Linked DNA regions of Zea mays: regions 2, 3 and 4 are each linked to region 1. The links are chromatin contacts, called in public Hi-C maps. All regions are on one chromosome and are shown on one strand. The core of a region is the stretch at or near the end of the contact, and the rest is flanking DNA. Distances in the headings are between cores, read along the strand shown. Region 1 holds the start of LOC100282446 (elongation factor 1-gamma 3). Region 2 holds the start of LOC100191563 (GATA transcription factor 20). Region 3 holds the start of LOC109942325. Region 4 holds the start of LOC100277470.

What was found. A called contact is a pair of places that touch in the nucleus more often than the background predicts.
Region 2: a Hi-C map of ear shows a contact between it and region 1, with 3 times the contacts expected there. The contact joins the promoter of LOC100191563 here to the promoter of LOC100282446 in region 1. A contact is called at or near these places in 2 of 25 Hi-C or Micro-C datasets (ear and leaf).
Region 3: a contact with region 1 is called in a Hi-C map of ear, with 1.7 times the contacts expected there. The contact joins the promoter of LOC109942325 here to the promoter of LOC100282446 in region 1. A contact is called at or near these places in 2 of 25 Hi-C or Micro-C datasets (ear and tassel).
Region 4: a contact with region 1 is called in a Hi-C map of tassel, with 4 times the contacts expected there. The contact joins the promoter of LOC100277470 here to the promoter of LOC100282446 in region 1. A contact is called at or near these places in 3 of 25 Hi-C or Micro-C datasets (ear, leaf and tassel).

Annotation. Positions count from the first base shown.
Region 1 is chr9:84,922,945-84,926,010 of Zm-B73-REFERENCE-NAM-5.0, forward strand. It overlaps LOC100282446 (elongation factor 1-gamma 3), which reads right to left and starts at 1,647. Exons shown (of 7, transcript NM_001155357.2): 1 at 1,409-1,647; 2 at 66-215; 3 at 1. The coding sequence starts at 1,417.
Region 2 is chr9:85,424,355-85,427,420 of Zm-B73-REFERENCE-NAM-5.0, forward strand. It overlaps LOC100191563 (GATA transcription factor 20), which reads left to right and starts at 1,443. Exons shown (of 3, transcript NM_001136993.1): 1 at 1,443-1,688; 2 at 1,814-2,170; 3 at 2,267-3,066. The coding sequence starts at 1,446. The coding sequence ends at 2,779.
Region 3 is chr9:85,260,983-85,264,048 of Zm-B73-REFERENCE-NAM-5.0, forward strand. LOC109942325 reads left to right here and starts at 1,466. Exons shown (of 3, transcript XM_035962600.1): 1 at 1,466-2,859; 2 at 2,949-3,033. The coding sequence starts at 2,304.
Region 4 is chr9:84,614,328-84,617,393 of Zm-B73-REFERENCE-NAM-5.0, forward strand. LOC100277470 reads right to left here and starts at 1,676. Exons shown (of 13, transcript NM_001279564.2): 1 at 1,499-1,676; 2 at 1,362-1,417; 3 at 1,160-1,277; 4 at 1,002-1,064; 5 at 846-914; 6 at 580-746. The coding sequence starts at 1,603.

The sequences.
Region 1 (3,066 bases), core at 397-2,896:
CCTGAAGAGTAATTGTTAGATCATGAACCAAAGTATTCAAAGATAATGATTGGTGCATGCTGTACCTTCCCAAGGGGGTTCATCTTTAGAAACTCAGGGGTCTTGTTGGAGACACCCATCTCAAAATCCTTGGTCAACTCAACCTTGACCCCACTGTATTCTGCAGCAATAAGTGCCTTGAAGGCATTTTTGTTTCCAGCCCCAGAATGCAATACCTATGGAATAAAAAAATAGACATATTGTATTACAAACTGAAATACCTCTGTTTGTGCATGGTAATTCAATAGTACGCATGCAAACAGGCAATGACATCTACACCAATACCTAAGTGATAGAACCAGAACATAATCCACAAAACACATGTATTTCACTATTAGAGAAAAAATGCACATGCAAATGCAGCAACATCCCAGAGACTGAGAATTCACAATATGAAGTAGCTGATGACATGTCTGTTTCTCAACAAGGCACAGGAACATTTTCATATAGATTCCAATAAAGATGCTTTAATAAAGAAAACAGTACAACTTGTGCAGTCAAAACATTACAACAACCGAATTGCCTAAATTGATAACTTATAAAAAACAAACCATAACATAGTCATAGTCGACCTCAGAACTTCAATTCCTCATCTTCCTTTCAGACACCAAAAGAGCATTGCTCCATGTACAAACATTTTCAACTTACAACTCAAGTACAACTTAGGATCAGAAGGTTATTAAAAACTTTTAAGCAGTTGAGATGATGGTTAAAATCACTTGAGATGATAGCATCTAATTGAATCTAATGGCTCAAATACACAAGGTATATGATTGCCATTGTCCTTAGAGCAGTTCTCCTGAAAAACTACAATGTTACAAGGGTATTAAAGGTCAAAGGTCGTTTCCAGTGCCATTCTACTAGTAAGCCGGGAACTCTTAAGTGACATCACATGCACTGTGATACAGATTAGTAAATTCAGTCAAACTCAGTATGAATCGACGGGTACTCAGTATGAATCGACGGTTGTGGACAAGGGATAACAACAGGCGATCTATTTCCAAGACAAAAGTTTGGGTCATGTACTCATGTTGAAATTGGAAGGGACCTGCAGTTCAAAGTTACCTTAGATATAGAGCTGCCCAAAGAAAAGCTTAGTATCTAAACTACTACCACGCTCCGAACGCATCTACAGTTCTGACACCTATGACGCTATAACTCAAGAAATCCCCATCCAACAGAAAAACATCACCTCGGCAGCGCGCATCAACAATCAGATCAAGTTAAATTACATGAATCACAAAACCCTATAAACCAAACTGCCGCGCATAACAAAACTTCCTCACAGACAGTCCGATAAGTGATGAGCTACACAGCACTTCTGAAAGAGTGATAAAAAAAAGAGAGAGAGAAAGGCGAAGGAACTCACGAGCGCCATGCCGACGGTTGCCGCTGGTTTCCGGCCGCTCGGAACCTCAAGTCTGCTGGACAGATAGAACGAGCAGGCCGCGGGAAGAAGAGAGAAGGGTTTACGAAGGGATAGAAGCCGAAGTTATGTGATGGCGGGCTGGCGGCGCCGCGGAGGTGACAGAGGAATGCGGAATCTAGGGCTGCGTCGGCGGGGTGTTCGGATGTCAAGAATTGAACGGACTGGATTAAGCGCAAGATGAGCCGGGTGCGTGGCAAGGAGCAGACATGACCGAAAAACAACAAAAATTGTGTCCTTTAAAAATTAACTAATCTTTACCTACGTGGCTAGGTAAGGTCCGGTTTATGTTTAGTTCTAGCTCTAGTACTGTAGTTTTAAATAGTTTAAATTATATTTTTAATCTGAACAATAAATAAAATAACTTATTCAAATGTTCAGAATCGCAACTCTAGCTCTACAATTTTTTGGAGCACCTAATGACCTCCTCCATCAATTTAACGAAATTTTTTTTGGAGCTGGAGCAATCCTAAATAGGGCCATCTCGATAGAAAAACAAGAATAGGGTGAAAAAATGTGAATGGGATCCAAATAGTATAGAAATAAGCTATCATCCAAAATCAACTATTGGAATATTTTCACTATACAAAATTTATAATTACTATAAGAATGTGATCCATATTATCAACATCTAAAAAAGGTCATATATATATATATATATATATATATATATAGGGTAGGTATAACGGGAGCCCTGGGCTTCCAATAGTTAAAGGAAGCCCAGGTCGATCATCCCTGCAACCTGGTTCACCCAGCGCACCGACTGGACCAGGCTGTCGGTTGCACCACCCGCGCCCACGTCTCTGCGCGCAAAAAAGGAATGCATACATGAGTCAAACACATCCTCTTGCATGCGCATAAATTTAGGAAAGATACGTGTGACGATTTCTATTTTTAAATGATTTATTTCCTCCATAAATTTAGGATCTCTGCAACAGCCATGCAACTAGACTCGTAAGGACCATTTTATAATATGTACTGCTACTAAATATGCTATCTTGTGTAGATAATTATGCAATTCAGTATACTACGTAAAAATCTGTTACCAGCTGCATGCACACGAATTTATGATAAAAATAATGTGCAACGAAAGGAAATAAATTGCACGCATAGAAACAAAAAATCGTATTTAATGTTTTATTTCCTTCATAAATATATGATCCCTCCAACAGCCATGTAGATAAACACATTAGATCTAGTTTATGATATATATTGATACAAATTATACTACATGGTGTAGCTATTTATGCAATTCGTTACACTGCGTAAAAAATCTGGCATGTTATTCACTGGTGGACGCATCTCCGGGTTGGAGTGTAATAACCTTAAGTTTTGAGCATAAGATCCTTCAATTATAAGCGTAAGTACCGAGCCAATGTGAGAGGTTGATAGCTCTAGTAGGTTGTTATTACGATCCTATTTTTATGGCAGATCCGAAAAACATGGCAGCCGCATGCATGCGGTTATACAGATCCAAAAATTATGACAAGATGCATGCATGAGTCAAACACGTTCACTTGCATGCGCGTAAATTTAGGAAAGATATGTGTGGCGGTTTCTACTTTAAATGCTTTATTTCCTCCATAAATTTAGGATCGCTC
Region 2 (3,066 bases), core at 193-2,692, 500 kb after region 1:
TAGCTTTGCCAGAGTTTAGAATACTAACAGAAATTAGTAGACTATCTCTTAGCCGAGATAGTTATTAGAGCTTAAGTGAAAACTTTGATGTATATAATGTGTGATGCATACATGGTTGTAAACAAGACTTTGATGTATATAAATGTATGATAGAATTTAATTCCATGTTGCTTTTAATATCAATATATATATATATATATATATATATATATATATATATGTTTTGTGTGTGTAAATATATATAAATTTAAAAAAGGCGGGAAAACTTTCCACTAGCGGCTAAATAAAACAAACCGCCAGTGGAAATGCTATTTTCACTGGCGGTTTTCTTTATAAAACCGCCAGTGAAAATAGCATTTCCACTGGCGGTTGCTAAAGAAAACCGCCAGTGAAAATAGAATTTCCACTGGCGGTTCTAGAATAACCGCCAGTGGAAATGACGATTTCCACTGGCCCCTAGCACTGGCGGCATTGAAAAGCGTCAGTGAAAACGTCTCTAGAACCGCCACTATAGAGGCTGTGTGTACTAGTGTTAAATGGTGCTTTTAGAGTTTCCTCAAATACTTTATCTTTTGTGGTTGGTGTGATAGACTTGGGTGGAGTGATTTTAGTGGATGGTTTCTCACTTGGTTCCAGACTGCTGCACTCACCAATCTTGCCAAGCCAAGACCCCATTTGCCCCGATCACAATTGTCTCCTGTGTCGAATGAGATCGCCTAGGAATAACTTGTGTTTGTACTGCAGCCGACGTATTTTAGGCCCGATTTGGCATAGCTAAGCTTCACCATTATTGAAGCTATTATGTTTTGGAAAACAGCTTCACAAGTAGATTTCTCGATGAAGACGAACTGCTTTGGAAAAACTGTTCGGCGAAACAGCTTAATAATGTGTGGTTGAGAGAAGAAAATGAGTGAGAAAGCTATGAAAATCTACTTTTTTTCATCTTCACCTCCCTTGATTTCTTTGTGATAGCATAAAAAACAAGCTTCATCCGTGAAACAGCAGTTTTGTAAAAAAATTGTTTGGCAAAAAATAGCTCACAATATCGCATGAAATTGTTGCTATAACTGCGCTAACGTAGCTTTACTGTTCCCCTCCGATGTAGCTAGCGCATCTATTGTTTGCTCTCCACATCTCTCTCGTGCGTGTGTCCATGAAAAGGATCACACACGAATGATCTACACAGCCTAGGGAGCTCTCTCCTTTGTCTCTTTATAAAAGGGACATGCCTCTCCCTTCCGTGCATGATCGCTACCTCGCTTTCCCTCTTGATCCCTGGCTGCAAATTGCCATTCCGACATAATAACCACTGCACCAGCCGCTTCGGTTCGCCTCTTCCTACTCTCCATATATCTCATCCTGATCTTCACTCATCACCTAACCATACGAGATCTGCATATATAGCTCCATCAGATCTTGAGCGCAAATTCCTCTCAGTGCATCCCATGTCTGCCATCTACATGAGCCAGCTCTCCACTGCCCTCCCTCTCATGGAGGGAGATCACCAAGATCATCATCACCACCACCAAGGCCACTTCCAGGCCTTCACCCTGCCAAAGGAAACACCGATCCTTTTCCCCTTTGTGATCAGCAATAGTAGCGCCAGCGAAGGCAGTTTGAGCTATGGATCGGCTGCAGACCATCACTTGTTGAGGCAGCGTCATCAAGCTATGCTGGAGCCCCAACATGTACGTGCTAGCTACTGAACTGTACATGTGTTCAATTCCCCAATCATATCCCATGTGTAAAAAATCACAGATTTGATTTCCTTGTTAATTTTGTCACTCATGCCCTTTTCGACTATATACCTCAGATGATTGGAGGATCATCAACTGCGACTGGGAATAGTGTCTTCTCGACGCCGTTCCCGACCGTGGAGAGCATCCGCGACGACATGATCGAGCCTGCCTCGTACGATCCATACGATATGGGGAAGCTGCAGGTCGGCGGGTCGATGGATGCTTGCAGCTGGACGCCGGCGGCAGCCAAGATGAGGATCACGAGGAAGGCCACTGCCGATCCCAGTGCGGGGAAGAAGCCAAGGAGAAGGGCGCAAGCAGGGTACGACGACACCATGAGCGGCCAACCGAATTTGGGTGTTATTAGGGTGTGCTCCGACTGCAACACCACCAAGACACCCTTGTGGAGGAGTGGTCCTTGCGGCCCCAAGGTATCCTACCTTGTTTTCTGCCTCTAAGTCCAATCAAATTCGTGATCTTTGCAAGCCCGGCCCATGACCATGCGTATCTTGTTTTGCATGGCGCAGTCGCTCTGCAACGCGTGCGGTATCAGGCAGCGGAAGGCGAGGCGGGCGATGATGGCCGCCGCCTCCGGCTCGGTGTCAGCAGTTCCCACTGACAGCGGCAAGGCCTCGCCCAGCAACGCCGCCGTGGCCGCAGCAGCAGCACACCCCAAGGTGAAGAAGGAGAAGAGAGTGGACGTGGACCGGTCGCTGCCGTTCAAGAAACGGTGCAAGGTGGTCCAGCAAGGTCACGGTGCGGCCGTCGTCGTTGCAGCTCCTGCTGCTGCCACCGACAGCGCGACTGTCGTGCAGGCCACCGCCGAGGATGGTGATGACGACACCTGTCCGAGCAGGGATCTGCTTGTCGACGACATTGGTGGGCTCATCAGCTGGAGCAGGAGTCCGGCGGCACCCGCCTCAGCGGCTGCGGCCACCTGCAGCTTCCGGGCGTCGCCGGCGTTGCCCGTGCAGCAGGACGAGATCACGGACGCTGCCATGCTGCTGATGACGCTGTCCTGCGGGCTTGTCCGGAGCTGATCCACGATCTGCTACCTCTACGAAGGACGACCCAGCGCACCGTAGGCTTTTCCCAGCTAGCAGCTAGCTTGTGCCTTTGACTGTTAGCTAGCGTTACTGTTACTGCTGTTACCATCGTCGTCTACCGTAATACCTGTAGTGCTTTTGTTTAGCTTCTTGTTGCTAGTGTGACCACCCTTGTCACTGTTCAAGTCATGTGATTCGTTCGATGAGTGAGAGAGAGAGAAGAGGTCTAGTTGAGATGATAGGAGCGACAAGAGCACCGTCTCTAGCTACAATAGCTAGTA
Region 3 (3,066 bases), core at 216-2,715, 340 kb after region 1:
AGATAAGCTTGGAGTTAGAATGATCCCTAGGGGCAGTCATATCGGAAACCCAATGATAGCAGATTTGACGATCACCCGTACCCTCAGGGAATTAGAATACTCGAATTCGTGAAATTTTCGGGTGATGAGGGTAAGAGAACGCACGAACACATAAGCCAGTTCCTAGCACAATTAGGAGAACTGGCCAACATAGAGGTGTTCCGTGTTTGTTTATTTTCATTGTCCCTGATAGGGACTACATTCGCATGGTACGCCACACTTCCTCCTAAATTTATTTTTTCGTGGGGGGATTTAGAACAAAAATTCCATGATCATTTTTTCTCCAGCGATTACGAGTTAGATCTGGTAGATTTAGTGGCTCTGCGACAGGGGAAAGATGAATCGGTTAATGACTATGTCCGGAGGTTCCAAGACACAAGAAACCGATGTTTCTAAATTCACCTTGTAGAAAAATAACTAGCAGGATTAGCATTTAATGGAATGCATTATCCTTTAAAAGAAAGATTAGAAGGATTTCAATTTTTCATGCTAGCTCAGTTACACCATAGGGCTTTAGCTTCTAAAAGCTGAAGCAATGATACTGCCAAAACGGTTCGTCACAACGTCCATGTTGCAGAATGTGACCAAAGTAGCTCAGACAACAAATTAAAAGAAGTGTACACTGCTGAGATGGTTTGGCCAAAGCAAGCCAAATTTTCAGCTTGTTCCTCTTTGCAAACGGTTCAAAAGAAACGGTAAGAAGAGGTTAAGTTTACATTAATGTTGGCAAGTGTGATAAAATATTCAATGAACTACTAAAAATGACAACATTAAAATAAACAATACTATTTCATCTAATGATTGTAATGTGTTTTGATGACAGGTCCAATCGGCCAACAAGGGCCGATTGAAATATCAAGAAATGCAGGCGGACACAGAGCCCTTCCTAATAAATATGGTCAACTTTGATGATAAAAAATCCTAGTTCGACCTAGCGCAACCGATAAGGGCAAGGAGATCATCATTGGCGACGCACGCGAGGCCAATGGAAACGCTAAAATTTCTTGTAGGAAAGTGGTGACAGAAAAGACTCCTGATGGACGGGAGACCTTGAAGATCACCATCACAACCTCCAACGCTAGGGGGCAGGCATAGGAAGGCGGCCAGGCGCGGCCCCCTGTTCCGCGCACCGCATACGGTTCGACGCATAGACGCGGATGGTCCGAGACACTACTAGACAATCTGGATAAATCAAGCGGACTAAAATTTGTTTCTAATTCAAAAACCTAGTAAAAATGTGCGTCAAATTATTTTCTAAATACGACACTAGAAATTTTGTTTTTTCAACATAGTTTTTGAATTTCAGCAACAACCTTTTTTCTTTTTCCTTTTCTGTTCGTCGTGGCTGCGAGCTGTTCAAATGAAATTCGTGCGCACTATAGCCTCGGCGACTCGCAGGACGCTGCGCCCTCAGCCAATGGATGGCCACCTCCCTCCTCAGCCAGTCGTTGGACACCAGGCTCTTGGCCAATGCCTGGCACCAGCCAACCAGCAGCAGCCGGCCAAGGCCACCAATGTCGCGCGCGGTCGTCGCCTTTAGCAGCAGAAGCGTGCACCCTGCCCTGCTCGGCTCCCTCCCCCAGCGTGCAGAAGCCCCCTGGCAGCCGCTCCCCTCAACAACTCCCTCAACGCCAGCCTCCTCTGCCCCAGGTCCGGCACCCCTCCCCAACCAAGCTCCTCCCATGGCGCCACACCTCCAGCCGGTCTCCTTCTCTCCCCCATCCGACCTTGATCCATGGCGCTCTTTTCCCTGGATGCCCGGGCACGCCCCCACCTTCCCTGGCCACGCCCAAGGTCGATGGCCAGCCTCCCCTTCCCTGCTCCTGCCATGCAAGCCGAGCGCCCTCCCCTATTTCCTTCTCCCGGCGGCGAGTTTCTCCACTCCGGCGCCCTCCAGCAGGCGAGCAACAGCGCCATAGAGAATCCCCGCGCTCCCTGCGTCGGTCTCTAGCCGGCTCCCCCTACGAGCTCCCTCAGATCCAGGCCGGTCACCAAGCTCCCTTCCTCCGTGCCGGCCAACGTCTCCCGCAAGACGTCGAAGAGCTTTCCCACCTCCAACGCCAGGATCGCGCACGAGCACAAGCCCAGGGCCCCCGCGATTCTCTAGCTCGCCAGCGCGCTTTCCTCTTCCCCATGACACCTTCCTCGTGCTCGCCCCCTTCCCTGATCTCCGGCTCCCTGCAACCGCAACGCCTAGGCTGGGGTTCCCTGTCGATCACCATGCCGCTCCCCATTGCTAGTTGTGGTCACTGCTCTGCTCGTGTATGCCTCGATCCCGGCGCGTTCTAGTCGCTCCGCCACAACCAGTTTCACGCTATCTAATGGACGTGAGTCAAAGCTCTCGCTGCGCCATTGCCGTCCTCCATCTGTGTGCAGCCCCTATGTGCACCGCCTACCCGACTAATGGTCGACCAGCACACAATCTCTTACCATTTTCCCTCGCCGACAGTGCTCCCTCATCTTACCATGCCTCGCTGCACACCACCACCACTAAAGCTCGCAGCCGAGTTCCTCCATCTCCGGCGCCGGCCCACTACAGCAGAGGGCCTCCCATGGCGTTTGTTTCCCCAACGCTCACCCCGTCAACAACCATCGACCTCGCACAGCAGCCGCGACGCCAGTTCACGCAGCCACGTGGATTCCCTCCTCTTCGCGCCCTCGGTATGCTCGACGTATTGCAGCGGCAGTCCCGACGCTATGCCGTGACCCTTGGTGAGGCTCTTTGCTGTCCTAGCCGCTGGATCGAGCCTTGTTCCAGCTCGGCGAGAGCAGCCGCGCCGACGATCTACACAGCCCCATCCTCGACGCCAAAATTCTTCGGTGAGACCTCGCTGTTCCGTATTCCTTGATTTAATAAAATAACTGAACTAATAAGCCATGAAATAATTGTGTATGTCGTTTAATCGCAGCCCCTTGTCGTCGTCGCGCTTCGCGCGTCGTTTCTCGACAGAAAGCCAAACCAGCATGCAGGCATGCGCTACACGAGTCGGCCAGGTTGTTCGCTTTAGAAAAATTGTGATTTTGTTT
Region 4 (3,066 bases), core at 426-2,925, 310 kb before region 1:
CCAACAATGTAAATATATATTGACCAACTGCCTGAGAGGATGTCTACAAGCCTTGCACTGTTCTAGGATGGATTCACATCACAGAAACTGTGTTGTGGATGCACTCATCAGTCGCACATTTCAGCGTCGTAGTACAACAAATCCTGCACCTTCTTACAACACTGATGCATGCGAACAATGGATGCATCCACAATAACGTTCTTCCTTATAATCGCTCCAGTAACAAAAAGAGTGACATTTTTAGACACTGACATGGTTTCCAAAACAGAACTTTGACTAGTAATGTCTACAATAATACATTGGCAAACCATACCACAACTGAATGACTGTACTTCTGAGACGAACTACTCATACCATTTCTCGCTGTTCAGATCAATAAACATTAAGTAATTGACGATCAAAATTCAATAACTTAACTGAAAGTCTGCGATTACACGAAAATGACATTGTTTGGTCACTGGAGGGAGCATAAGCAGAATGTGCAGTCAAACAAGCATAATAAGAGACTCACCCAATCAAGCATATAACTCACGAAAACATAGTTATTATAGCAAACAAAACTACCGATAAAGGGTTTACCTTGAGATATTTAGACGGACAAAAGCAAACTGGATGCAGAGAGAGATGTCAGCGTATGCACAAAATCCACCCCCTTCATCTGCTGAACAATGGTGAAATCCTCCACCAACATTAATAGCCCAACCTCTCTCAAATGCAAGTTTGGCTGATAAAATGGACCCACCCACCTGTGAAAAGAAATTTTATCATCCTCCCCTGATAATCACATTATGCATACGAATTTACAAATAATCCAAAAAGGCAAACACATATTCACACTAGAATACCTGCTTCCGGAAGGGGTGTAGTAGCTTTCTGTGCACAATCCAATTAGGGACAAGCGACACAGGAGGGACCTAAGATATCAAACACCTGTCAATCACTCAACCACAATACATAATTCACCACCAATCAGGCCAACCCCACTTCTGAAAAATCAATACCTCTACAATGGAGGAAACTCTGAAGCTGCATTTGAGACTGTTCAAATACGCCTCCGTGTGCACCTGGTTAATCAAGCCATGCAAGGGATTCATCAGACCAAATACACTATGAAGTCTGAACCAGGCGAAAATCAGATTCCTGATTCTTGATTAATTACCACTAGCAAATCCTCCTTGCAGGCTTCCAATGGCTCCACCATCTGTTTCTTGTCGAGGTACCCTTCCCTGGTGAGGTACCTACAGATGCGGCCCCATTTGGCGGATTCAAACGGGTGCCTGCACACGCACGCCGTGTCAAAAACATTTGAACGCCGATGCGTATTTCTGCATAGGTGGTGGACAGGCGGGAAGGCAGCTCACAGCTTCTCAAGGCCGAGGAAGGAGATGTCGTATGCCGGCGAGTAAACCACCGGCGCCTGCAAGAAAACATTGGATTGAGACAAGGACAGCTCGCGCGTATCTTGGAAGCTAGAGATGGGACGATGCCCGCGACCGACCTTGGAGGACGGGACCTCGAGGTAGAGCTTGCTGGAGAGGATGCGTTTCTGGCGTAGCGCCTCCCCGGCCAGGGCGGGCGCAGGTGAGGAGGAGGAGGAGGCCATCGCCCGCCAGCGGGAGAGAGAGGGAGAGGTCCCGTGCCGCCGTGCCGGGATTGGGGAGAAGCCGAATGGTCGCGGTGGACGAGGAATCCTGCGGTGGCTGATCGGCTGTGGCGCGCGCGCGTTCCGCGCAGAGGAACAGCGGTTGCGGTGCCGGGAGAGGATTCGGCGTACTGTGTACCATTTTAGGCAGCGGGGCTTCCATGGTGCCCACCATTTGACTATTCATTTTGCAAACCAAACCTTTCTTCATTGAGTAAAATACATTTCCAATTCTTAAACTTATAATAATTATATGTCATTCCATTTTACAAACTTTAAAATATGTCAGTCTAGTACTTAATCATTGTTCGGATCTCTGTTAGGTCTAAAATATGTCAGTCTAGTACTCCATATATCAACATGTGTATCTTTTTTTCTCTATTTTCCACATTCACATGATGACATGTAGGGTTAATATGTTAACCACGACATGTGTAAACCTAACTGAGACCCAAACAACGATTAAAAATCGCACTGACACACTTTAAAAGTTTGTGGATTGAAATGACACAGGACGACAAGTTTGAGCACCAGAAATGTATTTTACTCTTTCCTCATTTCTTGAAATGAATTTATTCATGTATTATTTCTGTTTTTTTTAACGATCAAGACCTAAGATTTGTCTTTGTAGTGCATACATGTATCTAAGATTTATTATTTTTTTTGTATTTCTAGCTCATTTCATCGAGACAGAGAAGAATACTAATATGTAGGAATTTTGTTTTCATGGTGCACATATGAAGCTAAGATTTATTATTTTTATAAAACTTTCTACATTGAATTTGTATGTCAAATTTTAAGATAAAATCTATAGATACACTAGGGATGTGCATTGTTTTAAATTTTTGAAAACTTGTATTGTATTGGTCTTGAGAATGAACAAATGTATAAATAACTATTGGCATGCTCGCATTTGATCTACTTTGAATTAGACCTATGTGGCGTATATTGTTGTGGATTGTGAGGCTTAATTCAAACTAGTACAATGCATGTATCTTGCGATGGTGCATAATTCGATAAAATATTAGCATATAACGATTATATTAAAATGAGCAATACATATATTATCATTGACCTTAGTATCTCACAAATTATCTACCAACAACCAATATTAAACTAAACTTAGGATATGAAGCGCCTCCTCCTCCTCTCCCGAGTCTCAGCCACACATCACCAGTGGCGATGCCTCCTCCTTTCCCTTGGCTGTGTCTTGCTCCGCTACCTGCAGAGGCGCATGGCGATGAAGAGTCACGATAGCTGTTTGAGGTGCTTGCCAATGGAGGAAGGTTGATGTCCTCTATGGTTGTGCGGAAGAATCTAGATGACGGAGGCAGAGATGGGGAAAGATATGGTAAGTTGGGAGTTAATATATGACAGCAACAACAAGGAGAAGAAGGCGGTCGTGGTGGTTGTAAGTAAGCCTT